Linked DNA regions of Mus musculus: regions 1, 2, 3 and 4 are each linked to region 5. Evidence: chromatin contacts called from public Hi-C data. All regions are on one chromosome and are shown on one strand. The core of a region is the stretch at or near the end of the contact, and the rest is flanking DNA. Distances in the headings are between cores, read along the strand shown. Region 1 has its middle 57 kb from the start of Gm31342. Region 2 overlaps St3gal1 (ST3 beta-galactoside alpha-2,3-sialyltransferase 1). Region 3 overlaps St3gal1 (ST3 beta-galactoside alpha-2,3-sialyltransferase 1). Region 4 holds the start of 1700012I11Rik (RIKEN cDNA 1700012I11 gene). Region 5 overlaps Tg (thyroglobulin).

Evidence for each region. A called contact is a pair of places that touch in the nucleus more often than the background predicts.
Region 1: a Hi-C map of embryonic fibroblasts shows a contact between it and region 5, with 4 times the contacts expected there. A contact is called at or near these places in 8 of 484 Hi-C or Micro-C datasets (DN3 thymocytes, LSK cells, cerebellar granule neurons and 4 more), 6 of 130 datasets of targeted methods (the NIH/3T3 cell line, the SCID.adh cell line, bone marrow-derived macrophages and 3 more) and 4 of 9 other capture datasets (adipose tissue, bone marrow-derived macrophages, embryonic tail and 1 more).
Region 2: a contact with region 5 is called in a Hi-C map of muscle stem cells, with 1.7 times the contacts expected there. A contact is called at or near these places in 6 of 39 promoter capture datasets (the HPC-7 cell line, embryonic stem cells, liver and 1 more), 6 of 484 Hi-C or Micro-C datasets (DN3 thymocytes, the G1E-ER4 cell line, embryonic fibroblasts and 3 more), 5 of 130 datasets of targeted methods (the NIH/3T3 cell line, the SCID.adh cell line, bone marrow-derived macrophages and 2 more) and 3 of 9 other capture datasets (adipose tissue, embryonic tail and liver).
Region 3: a contact with region 5 is called in a Hi-C map of the G1E-ER4 cell line, with 2.3 times the contacts expected there. A contact is called at or near these places in 3 of 484 Hi-C or Micro-C datasets (B cells and the G1E-ER4 cell line) and 2 of 130 datasets of targeted methods (effector CD8 T cells and memory CD8 T cells).
Region 4: a contact with region 5 is called in a Hi-C map of muscle stem cells, with 1.8 times the contacts expected there. A contact is called at or near these places in 1 of 484 Hi-C or Micro-C datasets (muscle stem cells) and 1 of 130 datasets of targeted methods (memory CD8 T cells).

The regions. Positions count from the first base shown.
Region 1 is chr15:67,094,706-67,099,423 of GRCm38.p6, forward strand. No RefSeq gene overlaps it. Among named protein-coding and RNA genes, the nearest start is that of Gm31342, 57 kb to the left of the region's middle.
Region 2 is chr15:67,115,189-67,120,015 of GRCm38.p6, forward strand. All of the region lies in intron 3 of St3gal1 (ST3 beta-galactoside alpha-2,3-sialyltransferase 1), which reads right to left. Among named protein-coding and RNA genes, the nearest start is that of Gm31400, 52 kb to the right of the region's middle.
Region 3 is chr15:67,158,515-67,163,781 of GRCm38.p6, forward strand. All of the region lies in intron 1 of St3gal1 (ST3 beta-galactoside alpha-2,3-sialyltransferase 1), which reads right to left. Among named protein-coding and RNA genes, the nearest start is that of Gm31400, 8.9 kb to the right of the region's middle.
Region 4 is chr15:67,224,559-67,229,819 of GRCm38.p6, forward strand. 1700012I11Rik (RIKEN cDNA 1700012I11 gene) reads left to right here and starts at 2,211. Exons shown (of 9, transcript NR_045140.1): 1 at 2,211-2,522.
Region 5 is chr15:66,816,632-66,821,961 of GRCm38.p6, forward strand. All of the region lies in intron 41 of Tg (thyroglobulin), which reads left to right. All of the region lies in intron 1 of Sla (src-like adaptor), which reads right to left. Among named protein-coding and RNA genes, the nearest start is that of Sla, 13 kb to the right of the region's middle.

The DNA of each region.
Region 1 (4,718 bases), core at 1,401-3,900, 280 kb after region 5:
AACGCACACTTTTGAAAATGCTAGTAAGAAATTATTCAGAAGGGATGAAGAGGATTGTTGATATCTTCTCTCACCACACCTCTGGTCTTTATTTAGGACACTCGACACATGTTAGCAAATATCTGAAGATCTTCACAAGTTTTTGTATTTATTCCAGAGATTTAATTATTCTTCCTTTAAAGAGGCAGAAACGGTGGCAGGGAGACTTTGCATGTGGCTTTTCTATGTACCTGGACACTCCTCCCTGACCTGACCTGGCTTCATTCCTCACTTAAGGCAATGTCTGAGGATACATTACATGGTGGTTATAATACGTGACAAACCAGGTCTCTTGGACTTACGACTCCTGTTCAAAAACAACTTTGTCTTTTGACTAGCATCTGCCCAGTGCTTCTTCAACCTCTAATAACCCTCGTTGTGCCCTCTGCTTCTGTTTTGACTTCTTCAGATTCCATGCCTAAGTGAGATCATGCATGATCTGCCCTCCTGACTCATTTCATTGAATACAGCGTCCTTCAGGTTCATCATGCCAAGCGGACAGGATTTCCTACATTCTTTTGGAGGTTGACAGAACTCCTGTGGACTGTGTTCTTGCTTCCTCACCCACTCATATGTGGATAGGGTCACCAATGTTTATTCCATCTCTTGACTGAACAGTGTTGAGGTGAACACAAGGCGCAGGGATTCTGACATGATTTTTTTTTTCCTTGCGATATACTCAGAATAGGAAACACTGGATCACACGGAAGTTCTATTTTTAGTTGTTTTGAAGACCGCACATTGTTTTTCACAGTAACTCTACTGATTTACATTCTTACCCACAGCAGTGCACTTGCTGTGGCTTTTTCTTGGCTTGTTGTGAAACACAGGGAAGGTTTATGCATGGGGTTAGAATGGTCACCGTGATGCACTGACAAGAGTGGAGACAGAGCTCCATTTCCTGTGTACCCTGCTACGATTCATGGTGGGAGGAGGGTCCTTTTCTCACCTTTAACTTTAAACTTTGCCATCTCTTTTGGTACACTGCTATGTAAAAGACTGCCCCAAAATATAGGGCTCTCACTTCCCCTAGCTCAGAAGCCTATGTATGAGGCAGGTCTGAGTGGGGAGGGCTCTTCTCTGCTCTACTTGATACAAATTGGGGCAGTTCTCTGGGGGGTGCAGAATATCCTAACCCTAACCCTAACCCTAACCCTGGTTATGGAACCAGGAATTTGAAACTTCCACAGTTTGGTGAGCTAATTTAAGTAGTACAATGATTCCTGTCATTTTTGTTAACAGTGAGGGGAAACTTCAGAGGAGGAATATCAAAGAATCTGAGGTTGTTTTTGATGTTCTTCACTGGGTGTTAGAGGACATGATAGGAACCAGATCTTAAATGTGCATGGGGTGTGAAGAAGCCCATCCCTGTAGTACTTCTGCCTTCTGCATATAAATGTTTGGCCAAGAACTACGAAAGAAAGTAGAGACATCCTGGATCCCATGTGTACAAAAGCCTGTGAGCTGAGACCTGGTCAGTGAGAAGATGCTATGTAGGATAGATGCGGCTGCAAATGACTGATGTATACTGGCTTGTGTTTTAGACCAACTGTCTGTATATACAGCATGCAGATGGGTGAGTGCCAAGACAGGTAGCAGAGAAAGCGATTGATGATGGGTTGGCTTTTATATGACTGGAAGATAGAAATATCCTGAACACACGCAGAGGGAATAGGGGCATGGAAAGTATGGTTATGAACCATGTCTCTTTTAGTGGCAGAAGGGCCGGACTGACGTTGGATAGGCAAAGGGAGGAGGTGACATAGTGAGACTTCTCAGGTCTCTACTTTGAGCTCTGGGCACACCTGTTCTGTAATGGAGAATCAGACAAACAGGGACAGTGAAGGAAGGAGGTGTGTGGTTAGGATCTGTGGAGTTGAAGAGAATAAACATGCTAGAACACATCTTAGAAGGTGGAAGCATATGGAGCCCTAAGTGAGGAGAGTTTGTCTCCAAAGGTCAAGAGCAGTGTTGCTAGTTTGTGGGAAGTGGGAGGAAGGAGGAGCCTTGGTCAGTCTAGGTACAGGAATGTGGTGTTGGGAGATGAGGGACCTGCAAGGTGTTCAAGAAGGATGTAAACAAGGACAGAGGCAAGCCATGGGAAGTACAAGAGGGCTTCGGGCCCTTCAGCTGGGAAGGCTCTACCATCTGGTGAAGTCTGGTGGTGTGCCCAGCATCCAGCTTGGTGCATCTGGCCTGTGGACTACACAGTCATCTCCGCATCCCTAACTCGGTATGTTTCTGCAAAATGAACCTCTTTGGAAGCCCCAGCCTTCCCTGCCTGCCTGGTGCTCTGATGATGCACCAGCCCAGGGGCTCCTCTCCAGGGTAACTCTGTGTGGAACAAGACTTAGAGATCAGTTTCCCTGGCCTTGAGGGCAGAGCAGTTCTCACCGTTTGCACGATCTCACACCACACTCCGCCCAGTTTCTCTCTGGGAGTTTGGTGTTGAGGTGGCCGACACAGTTTCAGATATCTTGATGGTGTGTACACCATTTAGCTATTCCAGGGTACCGTGGCAGGAGAGGGGCAGACAGCGTAGGCTCAGAGTCTGAGTGCCTGGTTCCCATTGAGGTCCGCTGCTGCTGAGCTGAGCTGTGTGGCTCTGGGCAGTACGACTCATCTCTTGGAATGCTAGATTTGTGTAAAATGTGTATGTCAGTGAGGCTGCCTGTCCTGAGGCATGTGAGAAGCAGGTGAGGGGAACCCAGAGGCCTGGCTGGAATGTTTATGCTCTAAGTACAGGTTAACATCCATCCTATCTAGTATTATTGGCAACCAACATGATTCTGATACACCTGCCAACCAGGTACCTGGTACTTTGCTAGATGCTGGGCATTCAGAAGAAAAACCACGTTCAGTGTCTCTGCCTTTCTAGGACCTCTGAGAGTGGAATGGCATGGTTGGATGGAACCTTGAGATACAAACATCGTACTCAAGCCTTCCAGTGTGTACTTTAGGAACTAAAGTCAGCACACAGAAGCACCCACCCTGAAGTCCCTGGGAATGAGCATAGCTTGGATTTCTGGCCAATCTGCAATCTTTCCATTGTATTCTCCCTGATGTTCAAGCATCTCCACCAAGCCCTCTCTGCCTTTGCTTGCACACAACTGCAACTGGGGTGAGCAGCCTCATTCTCTATTCTCTGATGCTGGGCATCCTGTCCCCTGGGTTGCCTCTCTATAGCCCGTCCTACTGCTTGCATCTTTTAAGCCTTCTGATCAACCAGGGTTGACCAGAGCAGACCTGGTGAGCTGTCACGAATTGGCTCTAAGTCTAGGACAGGATCTCTGACATCAAGGAGAGATTTTGGCAGAGGTGGCCGGTTGCCCTCGAGGATTCTGGAACTTTTATCCCACCATTCATTTTCCCATTATGATGTTGTTTGGGCAATGAAACTCCTGCTGGTCAATGGACCTATATGGAAGTGGTGGGTATCAGATCTAACTGGAGACATTTGAGAGCTTATGAGGCATTACCAGTTTCCTGTACAGTGACCTTGAAGGCTATGTGCTGAAGGAGGTGAAGTTGGTAATAATGTCTTTCATGACTGGCTGGGTCACTACATGAAGGAAAGCACAAAATCCCTGAAACTGCTCCTAAAAGAAACTAGCCTTGTTCTCCATTAGTGGGACTTGAAGCTTATTTGTTTTTGCAGCATTAGCCTACTCTGGCCTGACAGATATACAATCAGCTCTGGTCTTTGTTCTTGGCTGAGGAGTTATGAACAGGGTGACCACAGGCATATAGCATTATAGTCATAGGTATGGTGCAGATACCACTGCCACCTCAGTCTCTTGGGAGAATTTCAGGAGGAACATAATACATGTTAGACACATAGAAAATCTCAGAAAATGGCTGGCACAATTTTTCATGTCTACCATGTCATTTAATACCCTCTTACAGATTAATAAACCATGATTCAGATCAAGCTCTCTCATAGGCATACAGTTCAGAAATAATAGATAACCAAGAACAAGTTTCAGGTCCTAGGTTTCCAGTGGACCTGGGTTTCATGTGAACCGTGGGAAGAGAACATTTATTATCCTGTCCACACTGGCTGGGGACTTTGGCTGTCCCCTTTTGGGCCTGTTTTCTTGACTGGTTTACTCAGGTGAGTGACAGAGACAGCGATCTTATTGGAAAGGTGTTGGGCTTGCTCGTGTCTATAGCAAAGTCCTCTAAAGGTCTGACTTTGTTCACAGGTGTGTGCCTTTTCAAAAGCTTCTGCTTTTCAGCTAAACAGACATGAGATCTTGACTAAGATGGCTCTGTTGCACCCTCTGGTGGCCACCACCCATGAACACTCCAGCTAGCACCGTTAAGCCAAGGACGGGGTCAGAAGAAACTGGGCAGCCATGGGCTGGTTTTGCTTTCCTGGCTCAAACCACTGTGTAGGGCTCATGTCTAGAATTCTTGTGCTAGGAACACCACCTAGAGTTCTCATCCCCCAGGTACCAAATGTCATGATCAGTGTTCAGGACACAGTGACCGAGACCTCACTTTTGATGTGTTTGCTAGCTCTACCCTCTGACGCACTACATGTCTGCCTGAGTCTGCTTCTTTTCCTCAAGATGCTATGCCTCATCAAATTAATACATATGAGGCCAAAAGCAATACTTTTTTTTTTATGAGCGTTACTGCTGTCTGGTTATCTGTTACCATGGCTTCCAACCTTC
Region 2 (4,827 bases), core at 468-2,967, 300 kb after region 5:
GTTTCAGCGTATCGCCCCTCTTTATAAACTTGAGCAGGTGGCTAGGCAGGAAAGAACAAAGTACCAACTGGGGCCTCAACAGCCTCTGCCCTGCCCAGAGGGGCCCAGAAACAGCTTGTTTATTATCTCTATGCTAGACATTCTTTTGATGGCAGCCTTGACTCAAGGCCCAATGACTTTTGGCCAAATCTTGTCTTTCTCATCACTGAAAAGTAGACCATCTCCAGGCCTCTGGGTTCTCGCTCACTGGCTTCATATAGCAGAACCAGAAACCAGAGAGTAAGACCCAGGGCAGCGGAATGCCTCGAACATGCTATAGAGAAGAGAGCGCCTTCTTCAAACTGCTCTCAAGCCCTGTCCTGATCAGTGGCTATTTGGTGCCACCTAGTCTTCTTATGGAAAGTGTTCAGTGGAGCCTGGCCAACAGCACCAGAGTAAAAACAGTCATAGAAGGCACACCACACAGTTCCTGTGCGTTGTGAGCCAGACTCTGAACTTCTCTGATCCTTGCTTCCTAAAACACTGTTGCTTCAGGCCAAGGTGGGAAGAATGACTGGCATAAAGGGGACCAGCACAGAGCACCGAGTGTAAATAACACCAGCCGTGGCTGTTTCTATTCCTTGAATCCCGGATGCTTCCTGTGGACAATGTACCCCAAGATGGCTGGACTGTCTCAAGGGCAAGTTTATTTAAAGGACCAAATGATACCAGGCATTAAAGAATACAAGCCAGGGACACCCTGTCTCAGTTCCTCTAGGTGGTGGCACCTGACTATTCGGTGCTTTCTGAGGCCCCGGGGAAAGTGGTCCTAACAGTGTGTGTGTGTGTGTGTGTGTGTGTGTGTGTGTGTGTGTGTGTGTGTTAGGGATCCCAGAACTAGAGATACAGCAAATAGCCAAACAGTGAGGCTGACCCAGTGAGCTAGCAGCTAGCTAGTTGACTGCCCAGGGGCTTCTCCACAGTGGTTTTACTTTCCAGTTTCCACCTGCCTGTCCCTCCGATTCCCTTCCCCCATGCTTAGGCGTACGAATGTACTGCCCTTTGGAGCCTGTGAGAGTACACCTCCCCCCCCCCCCAGGAGAGGCCCATCACCCTTATAACACTGGGCCCCAGGGTTGGATGGGGCCAACTGGTTCTTTGTACTTTGCAGTTCAGGGTCCTAGCTGCCACCTGTTAGACCTCTGATGAGTCCCGTGCACTGGGCTTTGACTAGAGCAAGTCTTTGTCGTCAGTTAGGCCTAGGGAATGTTGAGCCTACCTTTCCCAGGTGATAGGCCCTGTGTAGGTCATTCTACCTCTCTGCTGGGTTTGCTCCATAAGGCAGAACGGTCACTCTTCTTTAAGGGTCTATAGAAAGTACAAGCAGAGCCTCCTGGCATCTAACATGCATGGAAATGAGTTATCTTCATCACCAATGCACAGGTGATGGGATTGAGGCTTAGTGGGGAAGCCTTTGACTGAATCTACGCACCCAGGAACTGAACCGTGAATTTGAACTTGCTCCTCCCCTCAAATACGGTGCTTTCTCAGACTTGGAAATGAAAAGCCCAGACATCGCCCTGCCCTTCCTTTCCTGTCTCTGGCACATCTACTCTGTGCTAAGCAAGAAATTCCAGGAAGCAGATGCTGGCTCTGAAAGTTGCATCCCCTGAGCAGGATCTGGGGTTACTGTGTTCTCATACAAGGGTGTGCCTCACTTCTGCTTTAATCCCTCATTTGGAGAACCCACGGCCCAGTGAGTCAGAGCTGGAAAGCTCTTGGCTGGGGCTCGCCGGTGGAGGGGAATGCCGCTTGCTCAGGCTCCTGGGCCACTTATCACCAGCAGCTGAGGACTTCTCAGAGCATCTGCTGTTGACACTTGGTGACTAGCTTCCTCCCTGAAGATGTTGCTCAGTACAGCTGTCTGGGAAGCCTGGGAGACTGGAGATGTTGAAATCTTCCAGGTGAATTCTAGAACTTTGTGGTTAAAGTCAAAGCAAGGGGCAGCCAAGAGCTAGGGAGCTGTCTGCTTTTAAAATGGTTGAGTCCTACACAAAGGTATCACTGCTATATGCCAGCCGAGGACTTTTAGGGAGTCCTGTTTATTGCTGACCGGGACCCCCAATTGGGTCACTGTCTACCACAGTGAGGGGGTTTACCTACCCTCCTTCATACGCCCTCCCCCTCTAGTGATGCACTGCTCAGACAGCTCTGGAGTCTGTTAGTCGATGTCTGGGTTGATAGAAGAGTGAGCCGAGGCCTTCCTTCTGTCCTACCTTAGTGGTGGTGGCTGCAGGTGGCTTGACACTGCCCCGGAGGACATGCCTAAGGACTACCTTAAGGCTGAAGGTAGGTGTGTTCTGTGCTGACTTTCTGAAGCTTCCTGGTTTCAGGGTCCCAGCCAGAATGGCTTCCCTAAATGCCTGAGGTCTCACACCTCCTCGCTTTCCTCAACTTTGCAAGTGACTGGTCTCTGAGAAGCACTCGTTTTCTATCCATATTCTCAGACCGGATCCTCACTGCTTGCCTTACAGATCCCTAGGACAACTCTAACCAAGCCTGGCAGCTCCCATGCCTCTCCATTTTACCTCTACTTGGCTGGCCCATCCCAGACGGAGCTATCGCCTAACAGCCTTTGTGCGTAGTATACCCGGGTGTGATGGATCCTTTTCCTTGTCACATTGACTAGGTTTAGAATTTCCATAGAAGCACAATAAATCTTATGAATGCAGAAGGAAGTAGCTGGAGAAATGGCTCAGAGGTTAAGAGCACTGACTGCTCTTATAGAGGATCAGGGTTTGAATCCTAGATCCCACATTGGACACCATACACAGGCCCGTATGTAATCTCAGTTCTGAGGGATCTATGCCCACTTCTGACCTCTACAGGCACCTTCACATGCACACACACACACACACACACACACCACATACACACACACCCCACATACACACACATGTTTTTTTCTTTTTTTCAAAAGGATTTCTATGAAAAAGGTTCTCTAGAAAGGTTTAACTGAGCTGGGAAGACCTCTCCTGAATATAGGTGACATTATTCTGGACTGAATAAGGAGAAAGTCACCCAAGTGCCAGCATTCACTGCTCTCTGCTTCCTAACTGTGGACGCAATGTGCTCAGTCACTCCCTATCCCTCCACTGGGCTACCCATGCCAAGGTGATCTCTACCCTAGCTGGGAGCCAAAACAGAGCCCTCTAATAATGATGGTTGGAATGAAAAATGGATCATGTATTTGAATGCATGATCTTAGATAGCAGCACTGTTTGGAGAAGCTACAGAGCCGTTAGGAGGTCGACGTATGCTGGAGGAAGTACATCAGTACTCTTGTAGACGTTGCTTTTGGTCAGAGTAACCAATATACGCCCCTTCCTTCCTTAAGTTCCTTCTGCCAGACATTTTGCCATATTAGTGAGAAAAGCAACTGATACATGAAGCTCAAGCAGCCGGAGTCTCTGGGCAACTTTCTGGAACCCTGTTTTGTAGAGGAGGAAGTTAGGCCCTGAGAGGCTGACCTTCTCAAGCCACCTGGAACTGCTAGAAACATTCAGCCCCATTCAACAGAATGCAAGGTAAAGGCCTTGCATAAAGGAGCTAGCTCTGGGCCAAGGCTAGGAAGGGCCCTGTTGGTTCCTAAGTCAGTCCTTCAGTGTCATGCTGTCTTGCCTTTCCCTCGGAAACCTGCAACACTCTTCTGAACATAGTAGGCGTGGTGGTTTGAATGAGAACTTCCTCCCTAGGCTCTCGCATTTGGAGATTTGGCCCCTAGTTGGCAGCACTGTTAGATAGGCTTAGCAGATACCTCCGTGCTGGCGATGGGCTTTGAGAGCTTAAGGCTTCACCCTAATCCTAGTTCACCTTCTCTGCTTTTCGTTTGTGGCTTAAGACATAAGCCCTGTTTCTGCTCCAGTTGCTATCCCTGCCACCCGCTGCCTCTGTTCCACCATCGTGGACTTTAACTGTCTAGAGTCATAAACCCAAATAAACTTTTCTTCTATCAGTCGCCTTGGTCAGTGTTTTATCTCAGCAACAGAAGAGTAACTAACACACCTGTTTGTGTCATCATCACCAGTAGATAACGAAGCCACAGACTGGGCCAGAGCCAGGAAGTATCCTAACAGTCCCTGTGTTAAATCCACTCAGAGGGGCCAGTGCCTCCCGAGAGGCCTCTCCAAAGACTATAAGTGACCCTAAAATGGCTGACCAGTGACAGCTTAAGAAAGGCTCTTTGGAACAAATGGCTCTCCACACAGCTGAGGCTTTGTAAAGATGGGGGATGAAGGATAAGAATGAGGTTCATCTCAGCATGTAGCAGAGAAAATGGAAATAACTCACTAGGATTCTGGAGAGCTGGGTGCCCTGTGAGGTGCCTGGACCAGTGGACACTGCCTGGCCTGGGAGTATTGGGAAATGTGGACTTGAGACGAAGGCAAAGGGGGTACACTGCCAGTGTGTGAGAATCATCAGGGCTACAATGACGGACAAGGCTGGAGTGTTGGGGGGCTTGTGACACTCTAAGGAGGCTGGAGAGCAGCTTTATCTCATTTCAGGGACTGAGGAAGCCTATTTCTTCAGAGGCCTCATGCTCCATGATCCATCCAGTACACTCGTCTATCTCTTTGTAACCAAGAGGTGCTAGCAGATGGGAGAACCTGTGGCTACACTTGCAAGTCTCTTTCTGAATTCTCCTACCTGCCTCTCTTGCTGATTTCCTTGCTGGGAGGATGGGAAGGCAACAACTCCCCGGGGACAATGGCTAGCGATTCAGGACCTGGTTTAGAGACTCTATGAGAAGGCTGATTAACCAGGATTAGTGTCACATGGGGGGATGGC
Region 3 (5,267 bases), core at 2,102-4,601, 340 kb after region 5:
GTATCTTTAAGTGCTGACTGGCACTATTAAACTGTTCTTGTGCATTGTGCATGTGTGCATGCCTGCATGCATGTGTGCATGTTGTGTGCGTGTATGTACTGTAAGTTTTATCACTTTGAGCATGATTATTGTGGTGTTTGAATAGGCATGGCCCTCACAGACTCATGTGTTTGAATGCTTGGCCCATAGGGAGGGGCCCTATTAGGAGATGTGGTCTTGTTGGAGTAGGTGTGGTCTTGTGGGAGGAAGTGTGTCACTGTGGGTTTGGGCTTTGAGGTCTCATATGCTCAAGCTATACTTAGTGTGGCACCCAGTCCCCTTCTGCTGCCTGCACACGAAGATGCAGAATGCTCAGCTCCTCCATCACCATGTCTGCCTGCATGCCACCATGCTTCCTGCCATGACAATAATGGACTTAACCCCTGAAACTGTAAGCCAGCCTCAATTTAAGGTTGTCCTTTATAAGAGTTGCCTTGGTCGTGGTGTCTCCTCACAGCAATAAAGCCCCAACTAAGGCAAATATATACAGAGGCAGATTAAGCAACTCAGAGCAATGACCAGCACAACCTGGAGTCTGAAATAGAAACTAACACAGAGTTAAACTCACGTGTCAGGACCAGAACCAGCACAGGTTACCTCTTATGAACATGTATAAGGCTTGGTTGGATTGTGTCACACACTGTCCTTGGCCCCAGTGAAGCCTACAGTAGACTCATGGGTGCTCCCTTGTAGGAATAGACTGTGTAGGGAAGGGAGGCAGACTCAGATACAAGGAGCTATATTATATTACTCTCTACCCCTTGGGACTATGCATGTGCAAGTGGGTAGTGTCCTAACTAAAATCCTGGCCTAAACATGACATACCCAGATAATGGGATTGACACAAAGGGTATCTGGCTGCAGCTAACTGCAAAAGGGATAACTGAATGAGAAATAAGAGTAGAGAGAAGCTAACAAGGGCTAGTGTAGAGACCTAGAAAGGTGAGTATAGTTACCACAGGCTGATGCCAAGGGTATAGTCACAGGGAGCAGGAAGATGGCTTGCTTATGTTTGTGAAAGCAACATTCTCACATGAATCTGGACACTAACTCAGGAAGCTATAGGCTTGTCAGCTTGGGAGTGTTGTTTGCTGCCTTGAAGCCTCCCTGTCTGAAAGAAGATTCACACACTGGATACCATCAACTTCTTGTCCAGCCTCATTTCACAGATGTGGACACTGGGGATCTGAAGTGGTTCCCTATTTACCCAAGGCCACACAGAAATGGATGGGGGTGAAATTCACAGCCAGCGCTCCCTTAGGTAGGATATTTCAATGTCCATGGTCAGATCTGAGCCTTGCCCCAACTTCAATTGCAGAGAAAGAGATTTACAGAAACATGACTGTGAAGTGAACTTGCAGGTGCATCCCCACCTAATTAATCTGACGATACTGGTTTTTGGTATGCCAGGGAAGTAGGGTAGAGTCTAGTTGGCCAGGCAGCCCACCTAAGAGAACACTGTAATAGCCCACTTATTCTCTTCCTCCAGCAACAGGTTAGGACCCCAGCCTTAGTGCCTGAATTTCTAGATGCTGTTTTGATTATCCTCAATCTGTCCCTACCTCTTAAGCCTAACTTTTCTGTCTGCAAGGTGGAACTGGTGGTTGAGAATAGCCATAAGGAAGGCAGGATGCATGCTGCTTTTCCCTGTTGTCCCTGGACTGCAGGCAGATGGGTCTAGTCCCTTGGTGTATGGGCCCCCTCCTCCTTTGGGGACAGGGATAGGGGTAAAGGAAGGCCCTCACTTCAGGTAGGACATCCTGCACATTTTCGAGGTGGACTGAGTTGGTTGTCAGCAGAGGTGGCTGCAGCCTGAGTGGTTCTTCTCTGGACATCAGATGCAGATTAGTGCATGTCCTCATTGTCTCCTGAGGACTCAGAGGATGTGTGTGTGTGTGTGTGTGTGTGTGTGTGTGTGTGTGAGATGGGCACTATTTTCTAGCTACTTAAAGGAGGAGGTTTGTGAACCTGGTCTTGTAATTGGGGGAAGACAGAATGAAGGAAATGGGAAACGGGAAAGGAGAGAAGGAAAATCTCACCTATGACCATGAAAATCTTTACTTTTGGTTCTCAGTAGTAGCTCAGTGTACATGCTGTGGGGGAGGATTACTATTAGTCTCTGATCTTTATCTGATTGAAGGAATGAGGTGCAGAGAGGTAGAGAGGTACAGGGAGATAAACGGGGGACTCAATACAGCAAGAGATGGAGGTACTGCAGTACCACCCCCGTTTCTTTCAGAACAAGCATGTTAGAAGACAACATGACAAGTTGGTAGAGAAGACATACTAACCCTCATTGCCTGTCCAAAACTTGAGTTTTGACTAGTTTCCATACCTCAGCCTCTCTCTGTCAAAACATCCATAGCACGGTGTGCCAACCCTACCCAGAAAAAGAAATGAACCAGAATGGCTAAACAGTACACTCTCTGGTAGGTGCTTAGATGGATAAGGGGCAGAGAGAAGCTGGCTGAAATACACAAAGGCCAGCACAGACTTGCTCAGGACATGGTGGTGAGGGGTGTCTTCAGTGATGTGGCAGCCTGGCAGCCTGGCAGCCAAAATGAGGCCTGCTTCTCGGCCCACAACAATGAATAATGAAGCAAGATAGAGACACCGAGACTATTGCTAAAGGGGCGGAACAGGTGCAACTTAGGGTATGGTCTGAGATGAATAAAATGCAGACTCAGAGATCATTTTGCAATTTTCACCCTCCTCTGACATCCAGCAAACACTTTCTGATGTTCCAAACCCAGACAAAGCTCCTGGATTAAATTCAGATGGCTCAAGAGAGATCCAACATGCTCTGGAAAGACCCCTTCCCCAAGTCAAAAGATGCACAGGAAATGATTTTTCTATCCTATGGTACCTCTGTGGTCAGAGAGGTCCCTACATGCAGTGTGCAAGCCTAGTCAAGATATCCACAGGGAGTCTAGCCTGGGAAATAGCATCAAAGTGGCCAAGAAAGAGAGTTCCAACAGACCCTACAATACTGAATGAGGGTGTCACTCAGAGCATTGTGTCAGCAACCCTCTCCAAACACTTCCAGAGCAGTGGCTCCCTTGGCAGTCACATAGCACCTCCTGGAATATAGGTAGGTACCATGAAGACCTGTTTCCTAGACGAGGAAACGGAAGCACAGAACAGCTAAACAACTCGCTTCAGGTCACACAGCTAGCGCTTCAGCAGATGAGCTGATGAATCAGTGTGTGACTCAGCAGATGAATAATTGAAGAACTGGGGAGAAGGTTGAACAAGGGCACCCACTAAGATTTCATAACTCCGGTTCACGCTATCTTAGAGAGCAACCTCTGTGATGTACTATCACTGGATCGCCCCTTGGCATCTGCACCCACGCCAAGCAACAGTTATGATGCCATAGCCCAAGGCTAAAAAGGAAGCCTCCCTGATTGCACTCCAGGGATGTTTTCCAGTCATGCTGGGTGTTCATATTCCAAACTCAGTCCACAACCTTCAGGGCTTCCTCTGCTTTGTGGGTTTGGCAGGGCACAGGGATCGGTTTCATTTGCAAAATCCTGTATGTACTTCTGGGCTCACAATGGCCTCCTTCAGAGTGTTCCAGGTTGCAGGTAGAGACAGGCAAACAGCAAAAGGCTTCATGTTGGAGCCAGTGCTGTCACTACAGAAAGTAGGTTTTCTTCTCTCTCTCTCTCTCTCTCTCTCTCTCTCTCTCTCTCTCTCTCTCTCTCTCTCTCCCTCTCCCTCTCTCCCTCCCTCCCTCCCTCCCCCTCTGCGTGTGTGTGTGTGTGTGTTGGGGTTGTGTCGAACCAAGTGTGCACATGACATGACTGTGGCATACATGTGGAAATCAGAGGACAACTTTTCTCTGGGAGTCAATTCTCTCTTTCTCCTACCATGTGGGTTTTTGGAGACGGAACAGGTCTTCAGGCTTGCTTGGCAAGCACTTACACCTGCTGCCAGCTCCCAGAATGAATTATTTTCCTAATCCAAAGTTCCTATGAGGTGGGTGGGCAAGGACAACTAACAGCTCCTCTTATCTTCTCACTTCATTTTTAATTTCCCTTTTGGCCAAAAGACCTTTTTTTTTTTTTTTTTTTTTTTTTTTTTTTTTTTTTTTTTTACGTTGAAGATTAGCCTTTGAAACTCCCAGCTCTGCACCCCACAGAGCAGCTCTTGGCTCTGGCACCTAATATGTTTCTCAAGCAAACAGCCTTTATCCCACTGACCCTCTGCCAGGTGGTGGGATTAGCAGATCTTCCACTAAAGGCACAAGGCACCTTCCTGCCTTTTGTGAAGATGTTATTAACAGGCATAGGCTTTCATTCCTCAGTTCATTTGAAGCAGGTTGGCCTCCCAAGGTGCCCATCTCGGGTGCCAGGGGAAATTCTCAGCCTGGCTTGTCAACTAGGTGCTTAGTCTTGCTACTAAGCTCTGTCTCATGCTGGGAGACTCACCATGGCTTTGAGCATCACTTGGTCCGTAGGCATCATAGGCTTTCTGGATTCAGTTCATGCCAGCACTAGGGAAAAAAATATCCCATCAGAGACATGGGATAGGGATTTTTGGGAAGATGGCAAAATCATGTGGTTTCAGAACCAGTCAGGACAATTTATGAAGCCTGATTGGAATGTGACTCTTGGGGCACACTGAAGTCTCCCAGAGGGTCGGGCTGCTGGTCTTAGACTCAGGAGAAAGGAAGTGAGGAGTCTCAGGACCTTTTACTACCTACATAGTTAAAGCATTGCATCCCTGGCCATTAATAAGCATGGCTCTGATGGGGTCAATCTAGGGGCTGGGGTGGGAGCTGATGCCCTGTCAGATGTAGTTCTGTTTTCCCAAAGTCCCCAATGCTCGACAATGCAAAGTTGTAGGGTACAGGATGATGTTCTAAGTACACTGCATGTGATCAGGGTTTTGGGCTCTGAAAGTGCCAGTAAATTCCAACTCTGAATCTAGCTATGGGATTCACCTACATCACTGTCTTAACCTCGCTGACTCTCAGCTTCCAATATCAGTGAAATGGGATTATAATGTAAATGCATCGACCACCCAGGCTGCTGTGGGGGGGGTGAAGGTACAATGTGAGAGGGGCCAGATTCTCCTACCAGGGAGCCTGCTTGCAGACTAGGTAGGGTTGAATGATGATCATGGCTCTCTCTGGTCATGTGGGAGCCCAGACTCGTCTTCCTACTTTGAAAAAGAAGAAGAAGAAGGAGGAGGAGGAGGAGGAAGAGGAGGAGGAGAAGAAG
Region 4 (5,261 bases), core at 961-3,460, 410 kb after region 5:
AATGTGAATGTCCTCATTATTGCTGCCATTAAATGTCTGTTGCTACGAATCGGGGGTAGCCCATAGGGTCATAGCAACAGAGGAGGGAATGAAATAGAGAAATAAATTTATCCATTCCTATTACTATCATCCAGAATAAAAAGAAACTGGTGCTTTCTAGTCAGGCTCTCTTCTCTGGGTAGGCAGAATCTAGAAGATCAAGTTGGAGGACTTCCTAGGAGAGGATCAATAGGTTTCCAAAATAGTTTGCTGAGTCCATGCATGCAAAAAAATCAACAAAGGAAGAGATAGAAAGGGATCTTTCCCTGGACTCACATCCCAGACATCATTGGCCTGAAAATGTGCCTGGTCCAGGTGATAGACGTAGGGGATGCACAGATATTTTAGGAAGGTAAGAATTCGTTCTCTCTCACGTCCACTTACTAGTAGTACTAGTAGCAGGGACACAGTGGATGACTGAGTTGTTCAGGTTTTGAGCTAAGCATTAGAAACTTAACAATTAAAAAAAGTAGCTGAGATTTCTATTTTCAAGAAAAATGTACACAGCCAAGAGCAAGAATTCCCAACTATTCTGGTTAGTTTTTGTTTGTTTTTGCTAACTTGACACTTGATACAAGCTAGCATTATCTGGGAAGAGGGACCTCAATTGAGAAAATACATCCATCAAATTGATCTGTAGATAAGTCTGCAGAGTGTTTTCTTGATGAATTATTGATGTGGGAGGAACCAGTCACTAGGGGTGATGTCACCTCTAAATCTAGGTGGTCCTGGGAAGTAAAAGAAAGATGGCTGAGTGTGAGTTGGAGAATCATGGGAGTAAGCAGCACTCGCACATGGTTACTGCTTCAATTTGCCCCACAAGTTCTTGCCTTGGCTTCCCTCAATGATGGCTTGTAAGCTTTAAGATGAAATAAACCCTTTCCTCCTTAAGTTGGTTTTGGTCAATATTTTATCACAGTGACAGAAAGAAAACCAAAGCACTGACCATAGCATTGTTGATATTTTGAGTCATTTCATTCTCTGTTGGCAGAGAGGGGCTGTTTGAGGCGTTATAGGTTTTCAACATTGTCCTTACTCTTTCCTCACAATCAAAACTGCCATCTGGAAAATGACAAATGTCAAGGGGAAGAAATGGCCACCAGTTGAAAAGCTTTTTGATCAGAAGTATTGAAGCAGGTAATTTGGTAATGTGGAGAGAGTTCAGTCAGCCTTCTGCCATCCAGGGTTCCGTGCCCACGAAGCCAATCTGCTGTAGGTTTAAAATTGAAAAAAAAAAAGTCATGTGGTAATCCAGTGGAAGTGGATGTGATTGCATGATCCCCTGAAAATGTCTGGAAGTGTTCTCTAAATGTGTTTTCTCTCGGCCACAAGTCAAATTTGTCCTGCCTAGGTGGTGCTTATTGCTCCTGGAATGAAGAGATGTGGAACAGAGACGTATCTCACTTGCAGTTTGCAATGCATATTATTACCCATCCTTATCTGTGATTCCTCTCTCTATGATTTCAGTTACCCCTGATCAACCATACTTTGAAAACACTAAATAAAAAGATTCAGAAGTAAGAAACTCTTAAGGTTCAAATACATTCTGCTATAAACTACCATGGTAATTATTTTATCATTGGTGATAATTGTTATGCTCAAAGTGGGTTTGATTCATAGACATGGCTTCCTTATAGGTTGGTATGAATATGAAAAACAGTATGTAAGGGCTTTGGGATCTCCTGTAGTTTTGGGCACTGAGTAGGAGACTTGGAAAAGATTGTCTTGGGTGATGGGTTAGCACACAACCAGAAACAAATCTTGGCTTCTATTATCCTTTATGGTTTTTGTGGCCCTCTATTCCTACAGCACAAGCCTATGGTGATGATATACCCTTTGTGGCTATGGCTATGCAAAATGAATGGCATGGATAAAAGGCTCGGGGCAGGAACACCATAACAACATATTTGTAATACACAGTCCAAGGGGACACAGTAGCTGGGAGGAGGGCATGTGGAGAACCTGACCTTGCAGACATGATCATTAGCTTAAGAAACCTAGAAGACTAGCTTCTGTCTGGCAATGTGAGGTGTCACTTATGTGATGCTTGTTGTATGCCAGAAGGCCTTCCAAGTGAGATCACAGGCACCATCGCCTTGGATCTTCCCCCAGGTTCTAGAAGGCACATGCCTATTATTAGCAACACTTGAAAGACCAGGATATGGAGGCTTAAAGCAATTAGTCACATGTAAAGTTCACCTGAAGCAGAGTGGTAATTCCTGTTCATCAGATCTCTTTGATGCCAACATCTTCCCATTCAGTGATAGGGTGGATTGCTGGCTGGGCTACCTGTAGGCCTGCTGATAAAAAGATAGCTTCTGCTGGTGGCTGACTGTGGGTAAGAGTCATTCGAGCAAATTGCTTCCCGGAAGCACTGATTCTCTGCAGTTTGTTCTAGGGAAGACTCCTTCCAGCGAGGCTGGCTGGGCAGGCCACACTTGCAAAGGCGATGCTCTGAAATTAGAGGTGAAAGAGGCACGCATGTAAGTCACGTCTGTTCACAAATTGAATTAATTATACTTGGCTGGGGCACAGGTGGAAGGAATCCAACTGGAGTTTGTTCAAAAAGCAAGAGAGAAAATGATGGAGAAGAAATGAAGGCAGTGTCTTGTCGTACAAAATATTTTTAAAAAACCTCGGCACGGGGGGTGGTGGTGGTGGTGTTCTTCCCACCTTAGACCATTTATGTTCCCAGATAAACACACACACACACACACACACACACACACACACACACACACACACAAAAGCTTTATATTTTAGTATGCCTTATGCAACACAATAGCTGGCAGCTGCCTACCCTCCACGCTGTTAGAATCTACCTTTCTATAGATAATCCTAAACTATTAGTCACTATTTATTATGCTCCATCTGAACTCCTCTAAACTGCAACCAGGCAGCCCTCTGGGACACCTTGGCCCCTAGGTCATGGTGGATCTCCTTTCTCATCTCTCACAGGTTCTTTTCCTAGCCCGTGGTGGCTTCTTGCTTCCCATTACTCTTTCTCACAGTCCCAAGTCCAGGAAACCTCAACCTCACTTACATAACCAACAGCATAGAGGGTAGGCAGTTGCCGAGCTACAGTACTGCATAAGGCATATTTAAAAACAAAACGGCTATGTGACACATCTTTCATTTGGGAACATAAGCTGCCAAAGGCAGGAAGAAACCCCTCAATGGAATTTTTTAGATCTATTTTACTACAGTGTTTAGAACAGGGGATAGGAATATGGCAGGGCTCAGGATGGCTGGAGCCAGAGCCTGGATTCCCTATGGCCTATTCTCAGTGTGTTTCCTGGGTGGGAACAGTTTCTATTTTCACCACTCCAACCTTATGCAGCTGCCGTCACCTCTCAAGTTTCCTGATTTATGTTTCAGCCACCATGGAGCCTCATGGCTCATTTTCATTCTTACATACCAGAGGAAATGACTGATTCAGTGGGCTGGGAATTCAGTTCAGTTAACAGAGTACTGGACTGTCATTAGCCCTGGGCTTGACCCCTAGCATCTCAAAGTAGGGCATGGTCATGCATGCGTGTAATCCCGGCATTTAGGAAGATCGGGAGTTCAAGGTTATCCTTAGCTACAAAGCAAACTCAAGGCTATCCGGGGCTGTATGGAAGCCAGTCTTAATGAGGAAATAATAATTTTATGATGTTTGACTCAAGTGCTGTCTGGGTTTGGTGGTACTGTGCTCAAGACAATTCATATAATGCAGGTTGGTGAGGCAGAGGGGTCTCAACGGACCCCTAAGAGTGGGGCAATCATCTCGTTAGAGGCCTAGAACACATATGCCCTGAAGGATGGCTAGATCTGAGGAAAAATAATAGGGAAAAACGTGGAGAGCACAAAGACACTTTTTTCCCCCAAGAGGGGCCAAGTAAGAATTGTCTGGTGTATGGTTCTATTATATATTTTAAATGTCATGTTCTATGTGGTTGAAAGTATTTCACTCACACTAGAATAAAGTACTGTTGACAGAGACCAGTTCTGATTGCCAAAGGCTTAAAAAATGCCTTATATTATAAAGTGCATATGTGTGTGTGTATAAAATTGACACATAACAAATGCTTGCATCTGTGAGTACAAAGTGAAATTTTATCATATGTGTACCATATGCATACATTCAGGGTTCTAATATATTTATTGCCTGAATTGTTTATCATGTTGATGAGTGTTGTTAACATTTCAGAGTCCTCTCTTGGACCTATTTTGAATTACCCGAGTAAGTGTTGTTCACCATAGTCACTCTATCCTATAGGACATTCTAGAAACCTAGTTGCAGTGGTGGGTTTCGCTGTTGGAAGCTGTAGTGACTTTGCAATAACAGATCTTACTTACTGGAGCTTTGATGTTTCTCCATTGGCTCATTTAGCTGATCTCAAATAAATCCAAACTTCATGACCCAGAAGAGGTGACCTGAGGCCAACTGGCCTTTATCTTCTGCCCACTGAAGCCTGGACCCTTAGACGGATTTATTTGACTGGAGTATGTTCACTGAAGAGTCTTGATATGGAGCCAAATGAGCAATAAGAAATTACAGAGCAGACAGTGAACAACAGGATGGAGGGAAAGCCCAGGTGTTCTTAGGCATGCCGAACCTCGAACGCCTTGTAGGATGATGCAGGGCAGAAGGGAGCAAGGCCAGTTGGAACTTGATTTGGCTCCTGAACTGAGGCGGCAGTCTCTTTATGCTCCTTTAAAAACCAACCAAACAAAAAACAAAAACAGGGAATCGACATAAAAAACGTCAGTACCATCTCTCCTTTTGGTAATGCCCTTTTTAATGCTGCAAGTTCTGGAGAGTTCCCTGGTCCCTGGTGGAGGATATGCTACTGAAGGAGGAGACATTGCCTTTGCATCCAGCCCTTCCCACCAACTGCCCTCCTGAGTAAGCTTGTTTCAGTTGGTTCTGCCAGCTGGCTGGTGTCTGTCCCTGCTCTGCCTTCCCTCCAGCCCCATTCACTCCATTACAACACCCACTGCCGCCGCTGGATTAATGAGTCAGACTGGCCTGCCACACGTCTGGGCCATTATGCCATTGTCACAATTGGCGTTTTGCTGGTCCTGTTATCCAGTTGCCTTCTGTGTGTGTAATTGCAAAAGGTTCATTTTCCATTTCAGCCCGCCACTTACTTAATAATGGAGCCTGGGAGGAAAAAGCATCAGTCAGTAAAATTATGGAGAGCACTCGATGCCTCCACCTAGGTGTCTGTATCGAG
Region 5 (5,330 bases), core at 635-3,134:
TTCTAAACCGGCGTGTGTCATCAAGCACTGTCTTTGCAAGAAGACTCCTGGGACTGTAGTTCCTCAACAAAAGAAAAAAGTAGAAGCTCTTCCCCATGACCCCTTCTGCTCAGGAGGTTTGCAGAAGTACCAAGACTCACTAGAATCCTATTCAGTCCTTGCTCAATTAATCCCACTAATGTGCCTCCAGAGCCTGGGTGGTTCTCAGCTCCATATGAGTAATTTACTATCTTCCAGATATGTTAGCTTGATCGCCATTGTCTTTCCTGTTGAAATAGTTGTGATGGAGCCTCTGTGGGGTAGCAAATGGCAGAGATATGGGGAGACAGGGCTGCCACTTGATCTACCCTCTTGAGCTAACCTTGAATGGATGAAGGGACAAGAGAAAAGCAGGACAAGACAACGTGGTGGGGGCCCTGGTGCACAGGGACCCCAGAAAACGCATCTAGCAAGACTTTGGTGACCAAGACTGAGTAGGAGATCCTTAAAAGTTGCAGAATTTGATACAGCTAGACATCTGAGGGTCTCATGAGATGTTTGCTTCACACCTCTTTCTCAATTCCTGTTTTTGTAGGATGACTACATTTCTTGTCTTGTCTGGAGTTGATAGTGATGGCATTACTGGCCACTGACAGTCATCTTAGCTCTTTGACTCATTCTCTGTCCCTCTCAAATCTACCTAAACGGGCTAATAAATAATCCTGCATCCCCTCCTTCTGATACTATCCCTATTGTCCTGGGCACTTCATGGATACTCACCAGGGTGTTGTTGATCATGCCATGTGGCATCAGTAAGGATGAAGGATGGTAGGCATGGTGGTGGTGTCTGTCTGCAGATCAACAGTTGCCATAGTAATCTATACCTAAGGTCAAATGGTTTGCTGGCATGCCTCCTTCTATCAATAGAGCAGAACCCCTGGATGAAGGTATCCTCCTGGCTTCCATCTTTTACCCAGTGTCTCTTTATTGTTTGACTAGTCACTTCCTAACTCTTGATCATGTACTTACAGAAAAAAAAAGTTATTCTCAGGGTATTATTCATAGTCATAAACTGTTTCCATAAATAACACAGCAAATATGTACCTATAACTTACAGAAACTGAAAGAGTGACATTTCTTAAATAATATCTATAGACACATACTCTAGAACCTTCATGTGGAGCTTCAGTGGACTATCTGTGGGTATCCCATTTGGGAGATGATTACTGACAGATACCAAAGAGAAACTGGATTGTTTCTAAGCAGGAGTCTGAAAATGTTTTGAAATCATAAGAATCTCTTACAATGTCTTCCCATGAGTAGGGCATTCATGGTAAGGGAATGCTGTGGAGTTTTGCGCCTCACAGACAGCTTTTTTTTTTTTTTTTTTTTTTTTTTTTTTTTTTTTGAGACAGGGTTTCTCTGTATAGCTCTGGCTGTCCTGGAACTCACTTTGTAGACCAGGCTGGCCTCGAACTCAGAAATCCACCTGCCTCTGCCCCCAAGTGCTGGGACCAAAGGCGTGAGCCACCACGCCCGGCTCACAGACAGCATTTTTTAAGAGTGTCTAATGAGACCAGTCTTCAGCTCTGCAATCCTAACTTGCAGACACCATCAGTTCCAAGAGGCGGGGACAACAAGCAGTCAGTGTGATGCAATGTCTGTGTAGAACAAGTAGATGTTCATAGGGAGGAGGGAGCTGAGAAGACTGAGGGAATGAGTTTCAAACAGAGAGAAAAGAAGGCCCCTTCCCCTAAGATCTCTAAACACCTTAAGGCCTTAATCATGTTCTGCTGATTTGGATTCCCTGGGGCATCTTTGTGCAGAAGTTGCCGGAATTAGCCCTCTAATAGAGGAACTCACAGCAGCAACAAAGACCTATACTGGGAATCTAGAAACAGCTGGCTGCCTGGCTGGTGATAAGGCCACTGTGCTCAACTTCCTGACACTGTCCGAGGAAGACCTTGGCACCATTCTGCCCCAGCACCCTCATCGTGTGAGTAACCATGCCAAAGTAACTGGCGAGCCACCTCTGGGTATTTCAGACAGTGCAACATGAGGCTAAGATCCATAGCAAGATTGTTATCACACTCACTGAAACCCCACCTCATGCTCTCCCAGGATGCCTCCTCATGGCTGGATGCTCCACTTCCTCATGATAAGATTTTATTGTCAGAAGAAAAGCAAGCTTGAAGTTGACTTTGATGTTACTTAAGTCACTGACACGCAGTCAGAACCAGCTGGTTAGGTGTAAAACTATCAGTCAGGGTCAGCTCAGCATGCACTGATCCATGACTAATTGCACCAGCAAGGGGAGGCTGTGGAAAATGCCTTGGCTGAGATGAAACTCTAATGCTGATCTGTTAGTCTAGAGCAGCGGTTCTCAACCTAACACTTGTGACCATTTTACACAGTTCCTCATGCTGTGGTGGCCCCCAACCATAAAATTATTTTTGTTGATATCTCATAACTGTAATCTTGTTACTGTTATGAATCATAATGTAAATATCAGTCCTTAGCCTTAGCACAGACTTAGTCTTGGTCTTAGGCAAGCCCTATGAAAGCATCATTCGGCTCTCAATGTATCACAACATATAGGTTAAGAATCACTGGACTAGAGAATAGTCTACCATTTTAAAATTATAGTTTGAGCATCAATAGGAATATCAATAGTACATATTTATATGAAGAATTTTTTATAGATTACATCTTTTTATACCTGTGGTTTCATTTGATTTTCACAAGAATTCTCTGAATTACTGCTTAGGATATCTGAAAACACTGGTATTATTTTCAGGAAGCTTGGTACACATAAGAAGCCCTTTCATGCCGCCTTAAAATTCTTCCTAACAAATATATAAGTAAGGTATTTTTCTCACTCTTACTTAAACCAAAAACCTGAAGCCTCAGGACTTCAGGTTTAGCTTTTCTAAGGTTGTATAGCTTATCAGTGAGGATTGGACTTGGATTTTGGCTGATGGCCTCATAGCCCATGCTCTCAATGCTTCTCTAGTGACATTCTTATATACCCATTTAACAGATGAGGAAACTAATAAACAAAGAAAAAAGGTAATTGCTGTGCTATGAGAAGAATTTCACAAGAGCTTCCAACCTGAAATTCCATTTTCCAAATAATCTTCCTGTACTGGCTAGTTTTGTGTCAACTTGACACAGCTGGAGTTATCACAGAGAAAGGAGCTTCATTGAGGAAATGCCTCCATGAGACCCAACTGTAAGGTATTTTCTCAATTAGTGATCAAGGGGAAAGGCCCCTTGTGGGTGGGACCATCTCTGGGCTGGTAGTCTTGGTTCTATAAGAGAGCAGGCTGAGCAAGCCAGGGGAAGCAAGCCAGTAAAGAACATCCCTCCATGGCCTCTGCATCAGCTCCTGCTTCCTGACCTGCTTGAGTTCCAGTCCTGACTTCCTTGGTGATAAACAGCAGTATGGAATTGTAAGCTGAATAAACCCTTTCCTCCCCAACTTGCTTCTTGGTCATGATGTTTGTGCAGGAATAGAAACCCTAACTAAGACACTTCCTATATTTCTTCAAAATAACAATAATTTATACTTGCTTTCATCTGACAGATTTGAAGGTCATGATAGGAAATATACTTCAAAGATAGAACAAACATGGAGGTGCAAAAGTATGCATATTCTTCTTGTAGAGTCCATCATAACCTTAGCAAGAGACTGCAGGATTGCCCAGGGTAGCAACTGAAGTAAGGATCTGCTTGAGTGAGGAGCTCAGAAGCTGTCAGTGCCCTCATCCTGGTGGGAGCTGGGCTCAGACCATGAGATAAGGAAGTGAGCTGTGCCATGGAAGTGCCAAGTCCATCTGAACACATAGACTATGGGAACAGGATGTCTCAAACAGGAACTGGAAGCTACAGTCACAGGCTGCAATTCAGTGGCTCAACAGACAGCTGCGGAGATGAAAAGAGTCTCCCTCAAACATTCATTCTGTCTCCTGTAGCATGTAGAGACCCCTGTTAGAGCAATGTATTGTCTCTACCCACTCTAGCTAACTTCTGACTCTCTGTCCAGCATCACCTCCAGTGATGGCCATTGCAGATGTGAACTATTCTAACAGGTTCCCAGCTTCTTATTCTATATTCCCAAGGCCTATTTTCCCATCAAACCATGTTCTACATATATATTTCCTAGGGCAGGCTAGGTCTTGCATCTTGAACCATAGTGTTCAAGCAGCTCTCAGATCCAACTGTAAAACAAAGAAAATGTATGTCTTCTACAAAGCTACCCATAAGTGACATGAAGCTAGGCCTTCCTAGAAATGTATTAAAAACTGAAGAGTGACAGGAAGTGTTGAACCATAGTTTACCCTCTCCCCTGCCAGCTGTGGACCCAGCTGTCCCCTTCTCCCCATAGTCTCAGGGACCACTGGATGGCTGGTCTCAGGAATGAATGATAGGGACAAGCAAGTCCTCTTTACGATGGGGTGCCGACCCCACCTCAGCAATCATTAAGGTGGCATTTTTCAAGGGTGATACCTTGGTCTGGCAAGTTAGTAATTTTTAACTGCCATGCACTTAAATGGATTCTGACAGTCAGAAAGCAATGGAGTCAATTAAACATGACATATTTAACAGATGGCAAAAGGTGTTTTGTCAAGACTTTGAGACATAGAGAAAATGAGATAGGTGCAAATCCGTTCCAGAGGGGCAAAGCCCACACCAATCATGTCTATTTCCAAACAAAAGGAATGTCCAGGAAGGGGTCACTGGGGTCCTTGAGGTTTTTGTTGGAGACTGTCCCCTCACCCAGACCTTGCTCCTATGGGTTTTTGTTCCATCTCACTACTTGTTTCCCTGTGGAGTGGCCATCAATGGCCTTAGCCATACCATTTACTTGTGGCTTTATTCATGTGACATGTGCAAATGTCTGCTGTCCTATGGTAAGAATCAGTCATACTGTAGGGTAGAATCAGCTTTTAAAATATGTCCTAAATGCCTCTCTAATTGCAACTGCAATGACAGTTCATGAAGACAATGACACTGTTGAAATTATAAGGAGATGGTAAACTCTACAACTGGCCCTTTATAAGTGGTGGGAGCAGGGAGCTTTAGGAATTGACAAAGTTTAAATATCTATGTAATCTTGGGGTGTGGGCAGGTAATAGGGTGAAGAGTTGGAACAGACTGCCTATGAATCTCACCTGGATCCTGTCATTCATTGGAGCACTGCGTTGTCATGGAAAAGCACACTGGAATCAGAATACTTGGATCTCAGTCTCTTCTACTGGGTACCAGGAAGCTATTAAACATCTTTAATGTTCTTTCTGAATCTATGGAAATTTTACACACATATGCACACACAAACACACACATGCATA